Regions from separate parts of the Rattus norvegicus genome. Here region 2 is linked to region 1. Evidence: chromatin contacts called from public Hi-C data. All regions are on one chromosome and are shown on one strand. The core of a region is the stretch at or near the end of the contact, and the rest is flanking DNA. Distances in the headings are between cores, read along the strand shown. Region 1 holds the start of Abcb1b (ATP-binding cassette, sub-family B member 1B). Region 2 overlaps Abcb1a (ATP binding cassette subfamily B member 1A).

What was found. A called contact is a pair of places that touch in the nucleus more often than the background predicts.
Region 2: a Hi-C map of liver shows a contact between it and region 1, with 3 times the contacts expected there. The contact joins the enhancer-like site here to the promoter of Abcb1b in region 1.

The regions. Positions count from the first base shown.
Region 1 is chr4:26,276,177-26,282,911 of GRCr8, forward strand. Abcb1b (ATP-binding cassette, sub-family B member 1B) reads right to left here and starts at 3,853. Exons shown (of 28, transcript NM_012623.3): 1 at 3,824-3,853; 2 at 3,318-3,388; 3 at 1,540-1,585; 4 at 15-177. The coding sequence starts at 3,382.
Region 2 is chr4:26,317,495-26,324,229 of GRCr8, forward strand. It overlaps Abcb1a (ATP binding cassette subfamily B member 1A), which reads right to left. Exons shown (of 28, transcript NM_133401.2): 23 at 6,686-6,735; 24 at 2,546-2,702; 25 at 1,959-2,156; 26 at 32-238. Among named protein-coding and RNA genes, the nearest start is that of Abcb1b, 41 kb to the left of the region's middle. Within about 2 kb of position 2,932, at least 2 of the 93 cell types and tissues checked have an H3K27ac peak or open chromatin away from gene starts, as enhancers often do. A contact at or near this core is called in liver, where this site is marked.

The sequences.
Region 1 (6,735 bases), core at 2,603-5,102:
CAAATAATCCTTACTTTGATTAGTAACGCTCGGCAGAATGCGGGTCTCTGCTTGGGTAAAACTATCTGTCATGTATCCGAACACCAGCATCAGGAGGGGAAGCAGGGTTCCGTGGATGATAGCAGCGAGAGTTCCCAGAGCCATGCACAGCTTGTCAAGCCAATCTGCATAGCGAAACTAGGGGAGAGCAGAGCAGGCGCACAGTGAGCACGTGACACCGTAAACGGCACTTCAAAATAGACTCCAAATTCAAACACATTTCAGACTGCCACTGCTCCTAACACCAGACTGTGCACTGAACTTTGGCAATAATCTCATGAGCTATACCCAGCCCTTTTTTACATTCATTTATATGTATGTATGTATGTATGTATGTATGTATACATATATCATATACATATATATGCATATACATATATATACACATATATACATACACATATATACATATATACATATACACACACACATATATGTGTATATATATATATATATATATATATATATATATATACACACACACACACACAGAGTGTGGGGGAAGCACATGAGTGTGCGTGCCATAAAAGGCCAGCATAGGATTCCATGAAGTTAGAGTTGGTGAAGTGCGTCTGATGTGCATGCCGGGAGCTAAACTTCATGGTCTGTAAAGCCGGCAACTGCACTTGACAGCTGAGTCGTATCTCCAGCCACCACACACTTATTCTTCATATTGAATTCAGCACGTCTTGTCTTCTGTGCTATCTCATGAGAAGTTTTTAAGTTTCTAAAAGGACAATAGTAGAAAAATAATATTCCGAAAAGGTAGCAATCACTTCCCATTCTGCGGTGGCAATCCGTCTGGAACTACAACCACTGAGGAGAAACACCTCTCTCTCCACACGGTTGTGAGTGCTTCCAGGTTTAACTGAAGACAGAGAAGACACACTTGATGTCTGAGTCCTAATAGTCAATAATTCACCATGACCTTTATTACCGCGGGGATATAGGACTCTGAGTCAAACCTGCCGGGAGTTCAGAGCCTTGAAAGACAGCACGTTTTCAAGCATGGCAATCCCAGCACTTAGGAGGTAAGAAGGAGAAGGATCAGGTGTTTGAGGCCAATCTGTTCTACATACACAGCAAGACCTTGTCTCAAATAACAGCAAAAAGACAAAATTCAATGCAGCACGCTTCCTCTAACTAGTTGGCAGTGACCAATGACCGTCAGGAAGAAAATACAGGTAAAAGGCAACATAACTAATTTGGAAAACACTGAAAACTAAGAAGGAAGCTCAGGGGCTGGGGATTTAGCTCAGTGGTAGAGCGCTTACCTAGGAAGCGCAAGGCCCTGGGTTCGATCCCCAGCTCCGAAAAAAAGAACCAAAAAAAAAAAAGAAGGAAGCTCAGTACAGGGCAAATTATGATTGGCATTCCTCTGAAAATAAGCCAACTCTGATCAATTAACTCTACACCCACATCTCCATACTTCTTAAGAAAGCCACAGGAAACATCTTTTTGAGGTAAGTGTTTTAAATAATGGATACATCCCAAACTCACCATCCCGAATATGCCAACAGCAGGTTTCTTCTCCTTCTCCTTTTTACTGAGAAACACAACAAAGGAATTACACAAAGCCTCAAGAACGCTATGAAAACTTTAAAGTTATAAAAACAAATGATAACCAGGACAAATATATCTACACAGTAGCCACTAAAACAGTCTGATATCATTTATGAAGAATAAACACAAGTGTTCATATAGTTTACACATTTAAATATATGATGGTCGCTGGCTATCGCATTTGAGTGTGTGTAGGGAAGGGGGAAGAGCACAAACATGCAATGGAGGTCATGGAAAACTGCCTTGCCTCCTATCAGTAGAATCAAGGTCTCTTGTTACTCGGTGCTGGATTTACCAGGCTAGCTATCCTATTAGCTTCCAGTGAACCTCCCGTTCCAACTTCACACTTCTCCACCAGAGTATTACAGATGTGTGTTACCAGCTCTGCCTTTCAAAAGCTTCTCCCACAGTGCTCCGGCCCTTGCTCAGGTGCTGGGATTTGCGTAAGACTATATGCGCGTGAGCTAGATTATTTCCTAATTTTGGTGATGAATACCCACCTCTTACAAGTAAAACACTGCACATCGAAAGAATAAAGTCTTCTATTTCTTAAACCTCTTTTGGATTACTTTCAATCTAATTATGATATTATGGCTGGGCATGACAAAGTATATTTATAATTCCAGCACTGCAATGGCTAAGGCAGGAAGATTACAAGTTAAGAGGAAAACCCAGGCTACATGGTGATATTCTTTTGAAAAAAAAAAGGGGGGGGAAAGAAAATCAACCATGTTCTGAATTAATCTTCCCAGTTGCCTTCTGGGTAACTCTAGTGTAGTTTAATTATTACTTAGACATCTATCACCACCACCACCACCACCATCATCATCATCATCATCATCATCACCACCACCACCACCACCATCACCACCACCACCACCACCACCACCATCATCATCATCACCACCATCACCACCATCATCATCATCACCACCACCACCATCATCATCATCACCACCACCACCACCACCATCATCATCATCACTCTGGATCGTGATTGTAACCACTTTACTACAGAGAACGCAGTGAACAGATGTTGAACATCTTAAAAAAAAAGTCATGACTTCGTATCAAAGTTTCTTATCAGATTTCACACTTTGAAATGCAAATTCTTCTTTCACCTTGTACTTTCCCTCTTTACCCTGAAACCCTGTTTCTGAATAGTATTAATAGATCTACTAATTCCTATTGTCTTAGTTTACAATTTTCTATAAAGAATGAACCCACTGAAGTAAGTGTTTAATTACCGGCCACAGGCAGTCCACTATGATAAAAATACACTGAAAAATAACTGTTTTCTCTTGGCAATTACATTTTCAGTTTTTCTGATTTAAGTATAGATAACCAACCTTAAATGATCGACCTGTACTGTTCTGTTTCACTTGTGTTTGTATATGTGTTCACCAGAAGATAACGGACCACAGCGAGAGCCCAAGCAGCATATGGCTCAGGTGCGTGAGTGAGTGAACGACAGCGCTCATAAAGCTGGGGTCATAAAACTAAAGGGATGTGAGTGAGCAACGGCGGGTGTACAGGCTGAACAGGAGCCTCCTTCTGTCACACACATCTTAAGGACTGCTCCAAGCAGAGGCTGGTTTACATTTCTGAAGACTGAAATAACACCCACTAATCATTTAGTACAGTGCTAGAGGCTACAAACTAATCGCCCAAATGTACAAGCTATGTAAAGTACGAAAGTGAAACAATCTGGCTACCTCTTTTTGCCCATCTTTGAGAAGTTCTTGTCTGCTGTTCCGTTAAGGCCCTCTTCAAACTCCATCACGACCTGGGGATAAACCACAGTTCATCAGCCAAACACATGGCCGCGGGGACCAGAGCCTAGGCAGAGCTCACTGCCCCAAGGAGCCCAGTGGTGATGAGGGGCCCCGCCCTGATGCTCCAGCGGCCGGGTCTGGAAGTAACTCTCCCGGGGGAATCCCGGGGAAATGTGTCACCGCATAGACCTGGTGCTCTGCTCTGGATCCAGTCATCCCACCCTGCTGGGTACCCTTCGCCCCCGCGCGCTTCTCCACGGCCCGCGGCTGTGAGCTGGGCAGCAGGATGCACAGCGCAGGACTGGCGCTGTGGACACCAGCCTGGGGGCTGCTGCGGGAGCTCCTGGAGCGACTTGTGGCTTTCGCCACTTGGTCCCCAAGAGGACCCTGCCACCTGGACCAGGCTCAGGCATCCGGAGCACCCGACCCTTCCTAGGAAAGCCTACCTCACGTGACACCTCCGGGTTTCCTTCGCGAAGTCCGCCAAGATGTAGAATTTGGAAGAAGTAGCTCTGTGTTGAGCTGAGCCTCAGAAGATGGGAGCAGCGGCCTCAGCCTCTTACAGCTTCAAGAGCCGCTGCGGGAAGGAGCCAGAGGGCTTCCTCAGGCCGGAGATTTAAATAGATGCCGGCGGCCGCCCTGTGGCCCCGCAGCCAATCAGCCTAGTGGGTGGAATTGGGCAAGGAGGCTGGAGCGGTTGCGAAATAGGGATGGTTTCCAGGCTTCTCTGAGTTTTTGAGAAGGGAGCTGGAATTCCCCAGACATTAACACAGACATGTCTCTACATGTTCAGGTAACTCTCCATATGGACGTGTATATACCTGGATAGTGCACGGTTGCATCCCTGGTGAGTCATACTTAAAAGGACACATTCCCTGACATATCTAATCTAATATAATTAATAAAGCAGCCAGGAACCTCGCTTATTCTGTAAAGTTCCCTTCTGACAGCACTGCTTTTTTGTGTGTGTGTTTCTAAAGCTGGTAGAAATTTTTTCTGCGAAAGTCTTTTTTTTTTTTTCCAGTATGTTTGGCGTTTTTCTAAAGCATATCCATTCGGTTTTCTGGCTTTGATGATAGTCCTATACAGAAGTCTTATACAATTTCAAGGTAGAAATGATATTTTAAAGTACATAGCGTTTTTCAACTTTTAACTCTGGAATCGATGGCCGTGTTTTCCTCAGGGCATATCAAGTTTTTACGTGTTCTGGAATTCTGATTGATGCAGATATTTGAGTGTAACAGGTCTTTTTCTGTCTAGTTGTACCTGGCTGTGACCTAACATGCTGGCAACTCAGTGGCCGAAAAGTGTCAACCTGAGACAGAGCTCCTTGTCATTTTGTCCTTCCCCTACCCCACCCCCGAGCTGAGGACCGAACCCAGAGCCTTGTGCTTGCTAGGCAAGCTCTCTACCACTGAGCTAAATCCCTAACCCAGAGTGACAGTGAAGCCCAGACCACCTGGGTGGAAACTCCTATTCTTACACCAAGCTGCCTCTGTATCCACAGATACCAAGAAGTAGCCACCGTTGTTTTACTTAACTCATGGTCCACGGGGTGAGCTGAGGTCTCCTTCCTGAGCAAGATGGAAATTTTACTTGGTCTGTTAACTAGCTGCATTGAATGGAAGACATATCATGAAAGGACATCTGTACCTTACCTGCTCCTCAGGGGCTTCAGGTGAGGACGGAGGAGTTTGTCATCCTCCGGGCCCAGACCACCTTTCCCCAGTCTGTGTAGTGAGGTTATCTCGTGCACAACGACAAACCTTTTAACTCATCTTCTCAGCCCTGAAGGCTTTGCCCTCTCCTCTCTTCAGCTTCCCTTTGTAACCCCAGCATCCCTTCTCACCGGTGTGCAACTTGCAGTTTCCCCTTACAATCTGCAGGGGGCGAGCTGTGTTACCAACAGAAGGGACAGAGGCAAGGCCCCAACCCTTTCTCCTCAGTGGCTTGAAAAGAGGTCCCTTTCAATTTGTGCAAAACTGAAATATGTTGCTTCAACAAAGAAAAGAATTTCTCATACACCCACTCATATGGATTTGGGCGGCATAGAAACAAAGTTACAAGGTAGGTTTATGAGGTAATGTTTAGACTTAGGAATGACGGAGTGTAGCTCCCTCACCTAATACAGCAATGACAATAGTACAGTCATCTGTCATGCCAGCTCCCAGTGTTCCTCTCACTGTACCAACAGGGAGAGAACTCACAACTGTCCCCAAAGTGTCCCATCAGCTTGGTCCCTGATACATCCATTCATCTATTTTGAATGCTGCCACTCCAACATGCCCACCCCACAGCCCTCACGGCTGAGGACAGCTTTGAACGCAGCCTGACACAAAATAGTCAACCTACTTAAGGCATTGTAAGATTTTTTTCTGTGCTTTTTTTTTTTCCTTTGGGATGGTTCTTCAGCACAAACATCGTGGAGAGCAACTCTGGGCCTCAATATCAAAAGGCTGGACATACCCAGAAGAAGAAAACTCCACCATCTGTTGTTGGTAGGTAAAGATGTTTCTTCTTTGTGTGCTTAACCCACATCAATACCATGGCTTTCTTTCTATCCTTTGAACTGCCTTTGCCTTTATCTGTTTATCTTCCTTGATCACTTACTCAAAGTATCATTTCAGACTATCAGTTAACTTTTTTCTTAGGCCACTGATCTTTCTCAGTTTTCTAATCAGCTGTGCCTGTGTGTTGGGATGGTTCACTGCTCACAGCCTTAACTCTGTGTGGTCTGGCTGGAGCAAATGACCACAGTCATTTTCCTTCACCTTGTTCTTGCCTCTGCATTCCTTACTACAGCTTTGGTATATGATGTATATTTACTATACGGGTGCTGTCATATCGGGTGAGTAATCCTGAGTGTTCCTTAAGGATGCATGTGCGTTAGTTTTATGTCCACTCTATGCTAGAGTCATAGAGTGGAAAGGGCCCAGCCAACTGTGTGTGCTGCCATCCCTGGGCTGGTGGTCCTGGGTTCTGTAAGAAAGCAGGCAGAGCAAGCCACTATTCCTCCATGACTGCTGCATCAGCCCCTGCCTCCAGGTTCCTGCCCTGTTTGAGTTCCTCTCCTGACTTCTTCCAATTGTAAACAGTGATGTGGAAATGTAAGCCAAATAAACTCTTTCCTTCCCAAGTTGTTTTTGGTCATGTTGTTTCATCACAGTATAGTAACCCTAAGATAGATAGATAGATAGATAGATAGATAGATAGATAGATAGATAGATATGTGTGTATGTATATATATCACATTATATAGTATTATACTCCTATATACTATACTATATAGTATGCACTATATATATTACACTACTACATAATATATGTTATACTACATATATACTATATGTACTAATAC
Region 2 (6,735 bases), core at 1,682-4,181, 40 kb after region 1:
GGCTGCTAACTACTGAACCCAAGGTACATACCTCAGGCAGTGAGTCGATGAACTGGTGGATGTTGGCCTCCTTGGCTGCCTTCACGATCTCCTCATGAGACACGACACGGCTGTTGTCTCCGTAGGCAATGTTCTCGGCGATGCTGCAGTCAAACAGGATGGGCTCCTGGGACACAATGCCCAGGTGGGCGCGGAGCCACTGGACATTGAGTTGCTTTATTTCTTTGCCATCTAGAAACTGAAAGCGAGGGTTCATGGATCAGCTTCAGGACCAGCATCATTCAGATTTAGCAAAATTACTAAAAGTCTTGTGGTTATTATGATATTAAAGAAAAGGCTTTTTTTTTGTTAATCTTTTCTGATTTGTCTCTCACTACTTCTACAACTCTGAGATAAGGTCTTACTTTATAGCCCAGGCTGGCCCTGAACTCACAATGTAGTTCAGGCTAGCCTTTACCTCATGGGAGTTCTCTTGCCTCAGCCTCTCAAATATTGAGATTATAGTCATAAACTACCAATACCTGGACCTTATAATTCTTCACAAAAACATTTAATAATATATCAATAATATATTTATGTTTTTTGGGAATTTAATCAGCATTTGAGAGCCAACATTTTACTAATTTTGAATGTAGTGGTAACATAATTTAATCCTGTGTTAAAACTTCAGTGATAAAACTAGAAATCAGAACTCATAGGGGATAGTTTTCTAAAAGGCAGTAAGGTAAGAAACAGAGCTCTACAACCATTAAAGAATTGACCAAGTAAAGGTCATGACTGTTTTTGAAAAGAATGAAAAAGTTTTCTAAGCAGCAGAGAATAATTATTAGGAGAAGTTGAAAAGAACCATAGATGAATGGCAGGTGAAAAGTCCGCTTTCATCTCAGTCACTACTGCCGCCAAGGCCCCCTGGATCTATGGGTCATTGCTACTGCTTCTGTGGTTTTTCTATAGTCTGAGTACTCGTAACTAAATAATACATAATAAGTATTCCATGCTCTAAATTCTGTTTCTTTGGTTCCTTTTCCAATCCTGTCTCTCATTGTAATTATTTAAATTCATTACCTCCTACAAGATTTTTCTCTCATGCCCAGCACCTGAGATAATTTCTCAAAGTTTTGCTGAATATAGAAGCCTGATTACTCCCTCACCATTTTAATTGAGGAACCAAAAGGGCATTCCCCATTTCCCTACCCACTCTCCTTATGTGTCTATCAAATTTTGGGAGTCCTATTTGTTTTGTTGTACCATGTAGCATGTCCTCTATGCCAGTAGATTGACTTATTCCACCATAAATAGAACATGTCCTTTATGTCAGTAGATTGGCTTATCCTGCCATGAAAATGCTTGGGGCTCCTCTCCACCAGTTCCCTGAACTTCTCCTGCCCCCCATCCCCATCATCTTTATAGTCCATGCTCAAATCCCTACATCCTTCTTAATCATCTGTCGACCGTGCTGAACTGCTTGCCCACCAACACATCATTGAGAGTAGGGTGGTGAAAATAAGCCACAGATTGCTACATGTCATATCATGACGTCTCAGTTCTTGTCTTACTTAAACAGCCTGTGCCCTTGCAAACTACTGTTGCATTGAAATGCATCCTGCTCCTGATTTTTCCTCCCATTCCCATCTCCTCCAACTCTCTTTATCTTTCTGGCTACTTTGGGCTTTGACAGCTCTTGTACCGTCTGCTGAAGTCTCACCATGGCAAGGAAGATAGCTGGCCAAGGCTGGCTGCAACAGAGGACAGAGGGGCAGCGTGTTGAGAGAGAAGCTGGGTACATTGGCTAGTTCAGTTGACATAGACTGTACACAAAGCCTGGGTTGTCATTATTTAACAGTGGCTTTTACTTCAGGAATCAGAAAAAAACATGGCCTATGTTCAAGGATCAAATGTATCCAGCCAATTTAGATGATTAAAAACCTGAAATGTTCTGAATACAAAAATATGCTCACCACTGTTCCGGCCATGGGGTCATAGAAGCGCTCAAGCAGCTGGACCACTGTACTCTTCCCGCAGCCACTGCTGCCCACGAGGGCCAGCGTCTGCCCTTTCTTCACCTCTAGGCTCAGCCCCTGAAGCACTGGGATGTTGGGTCGGGTAGGATAGTTGAACATGACTCCATTAAATTTCACATTTCCTTCCAACATATTCTACAATGAGAACAGTAACATTTAACCTGATTGCAATACTGAAAACACAGTGTCTAGTGGTAACCCTAGCACTAGGTGTCAAAAGTGAGCTCCTGTCATCTTAAGCCTCATTCCACATCTCTGGAATTCAATCAAAAGAGATAATAATTGCACAGCATGAATTCTTTTTTTTGTGTGCATGAATTCTTAATATAATATCAATGTATCAATGTACTCTCCTAGACTACAATGGTCAGTATTCAAACCAACTCATGTAAATCTCATACATCTATATATCTATATCTATATATCTATATCTATGGCATTAAATTTCCAATTTTATTAAATTTCCTTTTCATCTTTTAATTGAGAAGTTAGGGATAGATATCCACTGAGCACATCAAACTCACAGGCTTCAAGCCCTCCGTGCTGTAGCTGTCAATCTCAGGGATTTTCTCAATGATCCTGATGATGTGGGATGCCGAGACTTTGGCTTTCGCGTAGTCAGGAGCGAATGAACTGACCTGCCCCACTGCCATGGCACCAAAGACAATAGCTGAGAATACTCTGGAAAATAAAAGACAGGCCCGTGCAGTCTGTGACAGCTACAATGTTAACATTGTTATAGCACTTCTATAATAATGGAGTTATTGCCATGATAAAGTGGCAAGGTAAAACAAACCGTCTTCCCTCACGTTTTCACACAGGTATGGCAGATGACTCAAACTGGCCCATGTTCACCTGTTCTGTAATCTTCAACTTTTACAACATGACCTTTGCTTAAATGTCCATCTAAGAAGTACAAATTTGTTTTCCACCTTTTGACCCCGCAGTGGCCTTGTGACACGGCTCCATGGACAGGATGTGGTGGAAATGACTGTTCTCAGTTCCAAGCCCGTGACTCAGCATATGTTTTGTTAACTTGTATTTTTCGTCCTGGCCAATGAGCCTATAGCTCACTGCAGACAACAGTGACCACAGCAGAGATCGACTATGCCCGACCCAAAGAAAGAGAAGTGACCCAGAGACTTCAAGCAGAATAAATAGCTATAGTTCCATGTCACTGAAGTTTAGTGGTTGATTATTACGTGGCATAAAGGTGGCAATCAGTAATACATACAGTCAGTGCTGCTGAGATCACTTCTTAGAAATCACATGAGCCACACAAAGAGAGCCTTGTTGTTGCCATTGTTTAATACACAGCTATGATACCGCTTTGGAGAAGCTGCTACATTCTTAAACTATAACATGGGATTCATTAAGTGTCAGTAACTTTAGAAATCTTGGAGTTAAAAATAAGCAAAATGGTGTTGAAATCAATGTCCTGCAGTTCCAGAGGTGTCTGACTTTGATCTTTGGGCATAATCACACAATTCCCCTGTGAAACCTATGTTGGAAGGTGAATGCTTTTAATCTTGAATTAACTTCAACACAAGAGTAAGTCAATGCTTAAATAGGGCAGAAATGGTGTATTGGCACACTGTACAGCCAGGCTTACCTAGTTTTGGTTGCAACACAAACTGTCACAGCATTGACTATACTAAACTACTAGAGGGAAATCTAGCCAGGTTTGAAGCTCAACTTGAAGCTCGGAAAACTCATGTATAACCTTGACCAACAATCTGAATACTTGGTGACATCAGTTGTGGGGTTTCTTTCAGGTTCCTCTTCCCATGACCCAAGTTTAAGTTTCAATGTTTGCAGAAACACAGAGGGAAAAGCCTAATCCAGAGCTTCCACTGTCCCTTAAAATTTCCTCTAGCTTCAGAAAGACTAGAATGTGTTCAGATCCCTGACAGGCAGGCAAACAAGGAAAGGGACGACTGCTAAATAACAGTGACGAACTTCTGACTTCTTCTTTACCCTCCTTCCCAAGACAAAAGCCTGGCAGTCTTTCTCTCCTGTCAGCTGCAAAACCAAACCACCACCACCACCACCACCACCACCACCACCACCACCACCACCACCACCATCACCACCATCAAAATTACACAGCCCTCTAGGAGAAAGAGAGATTTCAGTTTCTGAGTAATCTTTCTACTTTATGGGGTCTCTCTCTCTCTCTCTCTCTCTCTCTCTCTCTCTCTCTCATGTGTGTATGTGTGTGTGTGTCTGTGTATGTGTGTGAGTGTGTGTGTCTGTGTATGTGTGTGAGTGTGTGTGTCTGTGTGTGTGTGTGTCTGTGTGTGTGTCTGTGTGTGTGTATGTCTGTGTGTGTCTGTGTGTGTGTCTGTGTGTGTCTGTGTGTGTGTCTGTGTGTGTGTGTGTCTGTGTGTGTGTCTGTGTGTGTGTCTGTGTGTGTATGTCTGTGTGTGTCTGTCTGTGTGTGTGTCTGTGTGTGTATGTGTGTCTGTGTGTGTTTAGGTGTGTCTGTGTATGTGTGTCTGTGTGTGTGTCTGTGTCTGTGTGTGTGTGTGTGTATGTTTAGGTGTGTCTGTGCGTGTGTATATGTAGGTGTGTGTATGTGCTACTTTATCACCTGCCTCTTAGTTGCCCAGTCAGAAAGCTTTTTAAAGGAGCCATTCTATTCCTTCTGGACAAAAGATCTTTTTCTAAAGCATGGCCTTCTGAAGACCTCTGAACTGAATCTAGGCACACATTCGGAAGGTCAGACATTCATTCAGAAACCGGCTGAATATGGCTTTTTAAAATGCTTAAACCTAAGATGATTAAGATGACAGAGAGTCTCAAATCCTAGCACTGACTTTACCAAGAGCTCCAAGAAGATACGGACACAACAAGAAAGGACTCTACCTAGATCGTGGTATGATAACTACTGAGAAAGACTGCCCGTTGCCTTGCCTGCTGCTAAGGCCCGGTCTGAACTGTGGACAAACAGGATACCTGACATGCCTCATGTTGCTTAAGACAAAGCAAGGTCAGTCTTCCAAGTTCCTCCTCCACAGGAAGGCCTCTCAGATTTGCTGGGATGGCAGCTGAAGACTGATCCTGCCTGGGACCTATGTCCTCAACTAAGCCACCAACTGCAAAGGAACCTAGTTGGGTAACTGTCTAGGTCATGGGTAAGTCTGTCATTTTAAATAACACATAGACCATTTACATTAAACTATATCCTTCTCAGATCTCTGAGGAGCTTGAAGACTGAACTAGTGAAAGAAGTAACTTTGTCTTAAGGAACCCATTTTACAATGACTACTCCTGGTAGTCAACCGCCTGTGTCTCATGGTAAAAGATTAGTTAGGAAAAGGTAAAATTTATGCAAGGGCTGAGGGTATGAGAACTTCTAAGAAAGCGTTTGAAGGTCTAGAAAGGAATTTGAGGTTGGTAACTGCAAGTTATGAAGGTTAGAGGATGTGGGGAAAATAAAAACCTTGGCTGTTGATAGGAAGGTGACTTAAGGGATATAGGAGAAATTTTAAAAATGTTTCAGATGGAAGGTGTTCGAGGTTGGTAAATGCAAGTACCAAAGGATTTGTCTTTTTGTAAACTTATAAGAAGATTCTTGTAAGCTTCTGGGAATCCACTTGAATCCAGGTCAAACAGACTCCAGATAAGGGCTGCCATCAGCCCGTTTCCTTCCCTACTCCTATTGCTGAAGGTGGGATCCATCGAGTCCCCTTTCCCTGGTCCTGGGATGCTCCCCTTCTGCAACTACCAAAGCTATGGGCCTAAACGTTTCAAATGCACACCCAGGAAAGACGTTTTTCTCCCTAAACTCCTTAACTCTATTTCCTACTCCTGACATATATATCTTCTCCAGCGCCCTGCCAAGTCCAGATGTTTCCTCAGAACCTGCATCAAGGACAGTTCCAAAGCAGTTACCCCGCCTCACAGACTGCCTCAACTGTGCCTGCACTCTCCTGCCCACTGATGATCCCACAGCCTAGACAGCAGTGAAATTCTTCCCAGACTTGGCCAATGGTCCAGCGTTTCGCCCCACCCCCATAATGATGCTCCAGTGTCAGCAGAAAGTAGTCATAGATTATCAAAAAAAGGCTGAGATGTTTGATCTTGGACCCCAGAGGCAAGAGGTTATTTTAATACCAAAGCAGATCTGGCCTCCAGCTTCTCCCAGCATCCCTCAGTCACCAGGAGGATACCCTGCCCCCAACCCTGAACTTTCCAGCCCAGTGTTTGGAAAACACAGAGGCTCTTTGCTATATAACCCAGACACGTTTTGCTTACATTCTCTCTCTGTCTCATCCCCCCGCCCCCCACTTTTTCTGTTCTTACAAATGTTTTCTCTTTTTCTTCCTCCTCCCTTCTGTCTGTCTCCCTTCCCACGGCAACTTCCCAGCCTTTTTCCCTGAGCCAGTGAATTTGTCCACCAGACAACAGCTTCCAATTAGCCTGCTATTATGAATACCTCAACCTGGCTTTAATTGGCTCATTTTTACCAGCAGAGAAATATCTTATCAGGTAGAAGAGTTTTCTGATAAACTGTGGAGTATTATTGGTACCATATGGACACCCAGAGGCAAAATGTCACTTCCTTAATTATCAAATGCTCAACAGGACACTTCACCACACAAATTCTCATCCTCGATTTACCATCAGGGTTAAATTATACAAGTGAACATAATACTTACAACAGAACATTTTCAAATGTCATGAGTTCTCGTGCCACCAAGTAGGCACC